Regions from separate parts of the Capsicum annuum genome. Here region 1 is linked to region 2. The links are chromatin contacts, called in public Hi-C maps. All regions are on one chromosome and are shown on one strand. The core of a region is the stretch at or near the end of the contact, and the rest is flanking DNA. Distances in the headings are between cores, read along the strand shown. Region 1 holds the start of LOC107852495 (protein kinase STUNTED). Region 2 holds the start of LOC124898000 (protein FAR1-RELATED SEQUENCE 5-like).

Region 1 (3,968 bases), core at 1,057-3,556, 180 kb after region 2:
GCTCAATTGGAAAAAAAGAAAGAAATAAATTGAAGAATTTGGATAGATAAAAGAAGATGACGATGAAGAAGAAGATTTGAGAATTTAGGGTTAAATTTTTGGAGGAAGATGAATATATAAGTCAATTGGAGGGGGGAATGACTGTTGGGGGCCAAGTGTCGGCAAGTCAGCAAAATGTGTCAGACTGACACATTTGATGCCTATTTTATTTTACGTGTTTAAAATGAACACTATCTACTTGATGCCTATTTTATTTTAGGTGTTTGAACTGAACACCATCGATGGATTCTGCCTTTTTTATTTCAATTCACTTTAACCTTTTTACACGTAGTGATAATTTTTTATGTCTAACGAAAGTTGAATTTTTATAATGCAATAGATTCTCCATCCGTTGTAACAGTTATTCTACCTGTTCTGACATATAATTTATCTGTTAAAATAGGTTGGTCATCTATTGCATTATCTCGATGTTTCTATCTAAGTCCATCTGTTGCAAAAGTGGAAAGACCTGTTTGATAAATTCCAACAAATTACCTACCTGTTGCAACATATGTCTAAATCTGTTTGACTTTTCCAATAGATGTGTCGTCTGTTGCAACAAATACATTATCTATTGCAATATTTGAATCTAGTATTCCTTTTCAATTAATAAGTTCAAATCTAAGGATTAAATAAAATTCATAGACAAAATAAAATAAATCGACACCTTCAGAAATTAGCTGAAATAAGTCAACGAATAAATAAAATGTAAAAATTTAGTTATGGGTACAAATATCAACAAATACATCAACAACAATTTAAGTATGATGCCCAAGAATTACTTTGGGTTAGAATAGGTATAACTTGAGAAGGAGGACAACATTTTAGTCCAGTAACTATGACAAACTCCTTCCAACCAAAATAAACAGGCATGCCATAGTAATTTATCCACACCTCATCCATCTTATCTTTGTTTTCTTACATAAACCTACACTTGAAAAATTAATATATCATTTTCATTTGGAAACAAGCATTGTTGTCCTCCAGCAAATCAAAAGGATAACAATAAATCAAACAAGCAACGATGAAGAATTCGAAGATGTTGTGGCTGGAAAGCAAGGCTGTCACGTCAAGTGAAGGTTGAAGTCGAAAAGAAACTCAAAGCCCAACTATTTGTAGTCGAATATTAAATTCGCGAGGATTGAAATGAGAAATTTGAAGAACAGTTGGTTGGAAAAGAGTTGAGAGAAGCTGTCTAGAGAGGGATGAGAGACAGGTTGATTTGAATTGAAGAGAGGAACTCGAAGCCCAACTATTTATCGTCGGAGGTAGAAGTCGCCGAGGGTTGAAGGGAGAAATTTTGCAGAACTGTCGGTTGGGAGAGAGAGGAGAGAAGCTGTCGAGAGAGAGGAGAGAGTGGTTGATTTGGATTGAAGAGGGTGTGGGTTGGGTTGATTTGTATTTTTGAAAAGATTAGAAAGTTTTGAAAATATTAATCAAGTCCACAATTAACTTAATCAAGTTTTCTAATGATGTTTGACCTTTAAGTTGGTCAATGTCATCAATCTTTCAATCAAAACTTAAAAGACATCTTTCCTTCAATTTTCTCTAGTTAGTAGATGAAGTTGAATTAATAGATTAATAAAAAATAAAATGGAAGGTAAGGAATATAAGTACACGTCTTAATTGGTTAAAAATATAAAATTAAAAGTCCAATAATAAATTAATAATTATTTAATATTTCATATTTTATTATTTTTAAAAATTAGTCAATAGAATGTAATTAAAGAAGATATTGATATTGTTCTTTTTATACTTCTAAAATCACTGTAATTGTGATTAGTTATTAACTATCAATTATTATTTCACTATTTATAATTATTTTTAATATTTCATTGTTTTTGAAATATATAAATGCTATACAAGAAAAACTCATTAATTTTATGTGAATAAGATATTCTATTAATAAATAATCTTAAAAGAATTCTCCGTACCTATACTATTATTTCTTTCATTTCATTTTGGTTAAATGCATTTCATTTTATATGATTATTAAGAATTTATAAAATAATTCTTTATTTATATTAATGGTATTCATTGAACCTAAAAATATTTATTAAAATTATAATTATTAATATAATATATTATTAATTATAAATATAAAAAAAATAATTATTAATTAATTACTTAATAATTTAATAATTAATTAATTAATATAGAGTAATATTTATTTTTAATAAAATGACCAACTAAATTGATTCTAAGGAGCAGCAGTAATAGTTGAGTTGCGTATTAATTTATGGGTGGCGGGCGGTTTAGCTTGTTGGTATTAAAGCTGCTAACCCCTCAAAGTGGACCAAACAAGAAACACCCAAGTCATCATTGTTACTTCAATTAATACTCCTAACTCTCACTTCTCTCTCTCTAACCATTTGTTCTCTCTATCTAACCTTGAAAACCAATCTACTCTACTACTACTCTTCTAACCAAAAAAAACCAAACGCTTAAATTTAGTCTTTTACTCCTCTTTATATATGAGTAGTTTTTTCAGTTTATCTCAATAATAATCTCAGCTCTCATAAAATCCCTTTGGCGCCAAAAATGACACAGTTACAATGTGTTCTTGCTGGGGGAGAAGGAGAAGGAGAAGATGGTAACAGAACAGTTATTGTTGGAGTAAAGATGGATGGTGCAAGTAGAGAGCTATTAACATGGGCTCTTGTCAAAGTTGCTCAACCTGGTGATCGTGTCATTGCTCTTCATGTTCTTAACAATAATGGTATCCGTTTTTCTGCCTATTCAAAATGGAAATATTTTCCTTTCGTAAAATTTTTTTCTTTTTTTCTGCTGCGACTTTTTGACACCCCTTTTTGTTTGTTTTCATTTTCTCCCCTTGAAACTAGAATTCTCAGATTGTTTTTCTGTAATTTATCCTGGAAAATGAAATGGTTTCTTCTGCTGGTTCCTTTTTTTTTTTTTTTTTTTTTAAAATTGGGTTTTCCCCCCACCTCTCTTTGGGACTTTTCTACAAAATCTCGTTTATTTTAGCTGAAATTGGGAAATTTGGAGTGAGCTTTTTTTCTTTCCTGAAAGCTGAAACTGAAAAAATTTCGTGTCATTTTCTCTGTATTTTTTTACCCTCCTTTTTTACAGTTTAAATTGGGAAGCAAGAATTATTGCTAATATTATTACTTTTCTCAAATTGGAAACTTGAAAATACTGTAACAAGAATTATTAATGCCTGAAATTTCTTTTCTTTCCAATAGAATGTTTTTTTTGTTGGAACTCTTTTGCCTCAGCTTCTAAAAGAAAGTTGTGTGTTTGTTTTCTTGTTTTGGTACATTCCCCTTTCCCTATCCCAGTACAATTTGTCATATTTTTGATGTGATGATGTGAATATTTGAATGAGAATTTTGTTCTTTTCTGGGGTTAACATAAAAATGTCGTGTCTTCTTTGAGTTGTCCAAGTAGGACTTTTCTGTTCTTATTTTCTTTTTTTCATTTTCTATTTCTTCTTTCCGTGCTATATTAAAGTTGTAAGGATTTTGATTATGTTGGCACAGAAATTGTAGATCGTGATGGGAAGTCCTCACTGTTATCGTTGGTCAAAGCATTTGACTCTGTTCTTGCAGTTTATGAAGGCTTCTGTAATCTGAAGCAGGTAAACCTTCTGAATTTCATTATTTTGCCCACAAGGTTAAGTGTTTTTATTTTTTGGTTTGGGGCTTAAGTTCAGACTTAAATTTTATGTCTAGGGAAAATATTTTATATTGATGAAAAACCATTCTCAAGTGTTCTATTTTCTTGTGGGGAGGGACGATGAATGGATTATGACATTGTTGGTGGATGGAAATATTGCGGCATTAATTTTTTGGTCCTTCTAATATGATCTCATAAAGATGGTCCTTTTTTTGGAAGGGGGGGGGGGGGGGATAAATAAGGATGGGAAATATGTTCTTACAGGCGTCATAAAGTGTTTTTGTCAGTTT
Region 2 (4,571 bases), core at 1,849-4,348:
GAATGGATTAATGTTTGTGACAATAACTAAAGGTACATCATCGTGTAGGGGTAGATTAATATTTTATAGATCATTAAATGTATGTATGCAAATTGAGGGCTAGAGTGTGTAATTTATTGTTCTTTGTTTTTTTTACTTCACAATTAGTAGTAATAATTGGGGAAGTTTGCTGCAAAGTCGGTCATTCCAAAGTTAAGACTACATTTTCAGTTAGTTAAATAGTTATATGTCAGTTTAGAAGGAGCAAGAATGTGAAAACTTTTGGAATATGTCCTTCCCTTTTTACCGCCAATATAATTAAATCTTTTCTTTATTTCTGCTCATATGCAAAATAAAAGCCTAGAGTTTAGGGGAGAAAATATTATATATATAAAGGACTAATTGTATAATTTTTGCACAGTGTGATAGTTTAATAGTAAAAAGGATTTTAATTGAACTCCCTCACCAACTTAATGATATATTACTAAATGCATGTCTTGGTAGACATGCATATAGGGGCGGATCCACGTGTTAAGATGGGGTGCACGTGCACCCGTTAAATTCGCATGTCTTGGTAGACATGCATACAGGGGCGGACCCACGTGTTAGGGTGGGGGTGCACATGCACCCGTTAAGTTCGGAAAAAGTTTTGTATATGTACATGTATATAACTTAAGAAACTATTATATAAATTATGTGCACCCCATTAAACATAAGTGCACTCTTGGCGCATTGGTTCCAGCTGGTGTTTACCACACTTGCAATCGAAGATCAAGTCCAACGGACAACATTATTTTGCTATTTTTTTGTTTTTAATGTTAACAAAAAAGTGGTAGTAGGGATTCAAACTTTTGACATCTTGTTTAGATACTTCAACCTTTACCACAAGGCTACTAGGCTCTTTCGTTTCTATAAAGCTGAAGTTTATTTATTGCCTTAAAACCCATATTTGGCCTATATATTTGTATATTCGTCATTGCTAAGCTCATTTGTTTCTTGACCGCTTATGTCAAAATCAGTCCTCATTGAAAGAATCTAAACGGTTTACGTCAAGATCAGTCGTCAATGGAAGATTCTTGACCGCTTATATCAAGATAATAATGCACCCGCGCTCTTCAAATCCTGGGTTCGCCTCTGCATGTATAACAGTACTAGCGATGTAGCAGTATTGATAGCAACAATGCATCTGTCGTGGAAGTTTGTTTTTGTTGTATCAGAAGGAAGAGCTATATTAGCTGGGGTATCAACTGCATCAGCAAAAGAGTTAGTATTCAGACAGCAAACATCAACAATATCAGGCAGGTATTAGTTGCATCAACATATATTACCCGGTAGAGTTGCATCAGCTCAATACTATATATATCAGTGCGCATCGATTGATTGCACTATGAATTAATTAAAGTATCAGGATCAAGCTGTGAGTTGTGACTATGGAGAATGTTTCCTATTGCGAACAAATATTAATTTATATTATGCCCTTTTGCTAGTTGATTTGCTATATTAGAAGCTGGGGAATTATGTTAGATTAATCAATTGCGAAGATCTTTTTTATTTTTCTTCCTAAATATGATCTGGACAAACAACTTTTAGGTTTGGGAACATGATAATCTACCCAAGACAACTGTGAAAACACCAACTCTTTTTTCTAGTCATTGATGAGTCGGTACTCTAAGTGGCGTTGGCCATAAAAATTTAAAAATTTTGAAGTTGGAGTTGGAGTTGTGTTTGGCCATGTATTTTTTAAAGATGTGTTTTGACTTTTGAAAAATCTTTTTAAAATTTAATTTTATACCCGAAATTTTTTAAAACTATTAAAATTGCCCAACTAATTTATTTATTGATTATACTCATGAGTGAAAAGAATTTCACATCAATGATGAAAGGGGTCCTAAGCTTAAAAATGAAAATATATCTACAAATAATGAAAATATACCGGTCTTTTAGTTTAAAAATCTTTATTTATTGTTCAAAAATGTGTTTGGACTTGATTTGTTATTCATCAAAAATGTCTTTCTTTCCGAATTTGCTCCAAAACTCATCTAAACCATTTAAGAATCTTTTATGTAATATTAAAAAATTTAGAATTATATGTAATTAAAAAAAATTTGAAATTGAAGTTGAAAAAAATGAAAACAAAAAAAGAAATATTTTTGAAATATCTATGGCCAAACACTAGATTCCACAAAGTGAAAAAAAAATTGGGAAAGAAGTAAAAAGTATTTATGGCCAAACGGCCTCCAAAACTTTCCAACAGACTCAAATTTACTTTTTAATATTTTATTCAGTTGGCAATCATGTGAGAGCCAACCTATAATTGTTGTGTAGTAAATTATATTATTAGTGTACTGTGGAACCACTTTTTGTGTAGAAGCATACTGAGAACCCCAAATAAAAAATATATAAAAAGATTGACAAACTAGAGCAAAAGAAATGAAATTGTCAATGAGGGATACATATAATGGAGGGAAAACAACATATATGGGAAAATTTACACGCACCAAATATATACACCCAACTAAATTAAGTTAATCATAGATATTAACTAAGGTACATTTAAAAAAAAAAGTAAATTTAAACATAATACTTTTAATCAAGAAATTAAAAATAAAAATTGAAGGAAAATTCAATAATTCAAATATCTTAAGTAATTTAAAAAGGAAGGAAGCTACAGTTAATAACCTAATAGAATTGCTGTCATCTAAGAATTGTCGTTAGAGCAATAAAAGTAATTGTCGTCATCCAATTACCCTAGTGGCATATTGTTACACTGCATCAACATTGGCGTGATTTGGAGTTCAAGAAATTAATTTAGAGCAGGTAATTCTTTAACTTCATACTTAATATATCAAATACTTTAAAAATTAAAATTAACGAAGAAAAAAAGAACTAGAAACCTTATATATGCAGTAAATGTTACTATTCTTTTGTAATATCACTCTAGTTGTACATGATGTAAATATTTTTCTTCTTGTTTGAAATATCAAAATATCAACTTTGATAAGACAAATAATGTTGAGAGTGACGAATAATTATTAGAAGATATTAACATTCAAAATGAGGACAAGGAAAAAGTACAAGATGAGGTTGACGAAGATAGCATAACTAAATTAGAAGGAAAAATGAAAAATGAAATTGTGAAAGACGAAGAAGAAGCTTATACCTTATATTGTGAATATGCACATTCCAAAGATTTTGGTGTACGAAAGGATAAACTATATTATTTTCAAGGTAGTTCAGTGATTAGACAAAAGCGTTTCGTATGTTATAGACATGGAGAGAAAGAAGAAAGGCCAAGAAAATCCAATAAGGCATCTTTCAATCATATAGATACGCGATCAAATTATCCTGCAATGATAAGCTTTAAGCGTCAAACTCCTAATAATCCTTTCATGGTGGATAGATTTGTTATGGAGCATAACCATGAGATGGCTTCCCCAAAAAAGCGACACTTGCTAAGATCAGCTCGTTCGATAACTAAAACCAAAAAGTTAGTTATTGAAAATACGATTAATGCTGGTATAAAACCAATCGCAACTTATTCTTACTTGGTAGAAGAAACTGGAAGGGATGATGTTTTAGGCTATTCAAAGAAGGATTGTTTCAATTTTATACATCAGTTAATGAAATCTAAAGTGGAAGCTGAAGATGCTCAAAGTGTTGTTAATGAATTTAATAATAGACAGCGAATGATACTCTTTTTTATTGGAATGTTCAACTTGATCCTGAAGGACGTATAGCTAACTTTTTTTTTAGGGATAATCGATCTAGAATTGACTATGATATTTTTGGCGATGTTGTTTCTTTTGATACCACATATCGAACAAACAAATATCATATGATTTGTGCACCATTTATTGAAATAAATCATCATTGGCAGAATATAATTTTTGGATGTGCTTTTTTGTCTGATGAGTCGGCAAAGTCTTTCAAATGGTTATTCTCTACATTTTTAAAGTCAATGGGAGGGATCAGTCCGCAAACTATCATAACAGATCAAGCTCAAGGAATGACAATTGGCATTAGAGAAGTGATGCTTGAAACTAGACATAGATTGTGTCAATGGCACATCTCCCAGAATGCCCCATCTCATTTGGGATCACTCAAGAATGATAAAATTTTCTATAAGTTTTTTAACAAGTGCATGTCAGATTGTGATTCTATTATAGAATTTGAAGAAACCTGGCAGATGATGCTAGATCATAAATGGTTGAAGAATCTTTATAATATTCGACACATGTGGTCCACGACTTTTAATAATGATGTCTTTAATGCTGGATTGAAAGTCACATCTTGAAGTGAAAGTACTAATCATGTATTGAACGGACTTGGTGACTTAAGCACTTATTTGTATATATTTGTCACTAACTATGAGAAAAATGCAGTAAAAAAGTGGCGGCTTAGTGAAGAACATGAAGACTTCAACTGTAAAGAAGATAGGTCTACTCTTGCCATAAAAGCTAGTCCAATATTGACATAGGTTTCTATTGTTTATACTCACAAGATTTATAACATATTTGAGAAAGAGTTTCTCAAAGGAGCTGGGGCATGTTTTATTGAGGCACAAGTCTTTGGTCATGATCAAGTGTTCAAAT

Evidence for each region. Hi-C and Micro-C count contacts between places; a contact is called where the count stands out from the background.
Region 1: a Hi-C map of leaf shows a contact between it and region 2, with 2.8 times the contacts expected there. The contact joins the promoter of LOC107852495 here to the promoter of LOC124898000 in region 2. A contact is called at or near these places in 2 of 5 Hi-C or Micro-C datasets (leaf and placenta).

The regions. Positions count from the first base shown.
Region 1 is chr4:162,324,472-162,328,439 of UCD10Xv1.1, forward strand. LOC107852495 (protein kinase STUNTED) reads left to right here and starts at 2,307. Exons shown (of 10, transcript XM_016697531.2): 1 at 2,307-2,758; 2 at 3,543-3,640. The coding sequence starts at 2,581.
Region 2 is chr4:162,143,377-162,147,947 of UCD10Xv1.1, forward strand. LOC124898000 (protein FAR1-RELATED SEQUENCE 5-like) reads left to right here and starts at 3,099. Exons shown (of 1, transcript XM_047411619.1): 1 at 3,099-3,716. The coding sequence starts at 3,099. The coding sequence ends at 3,716.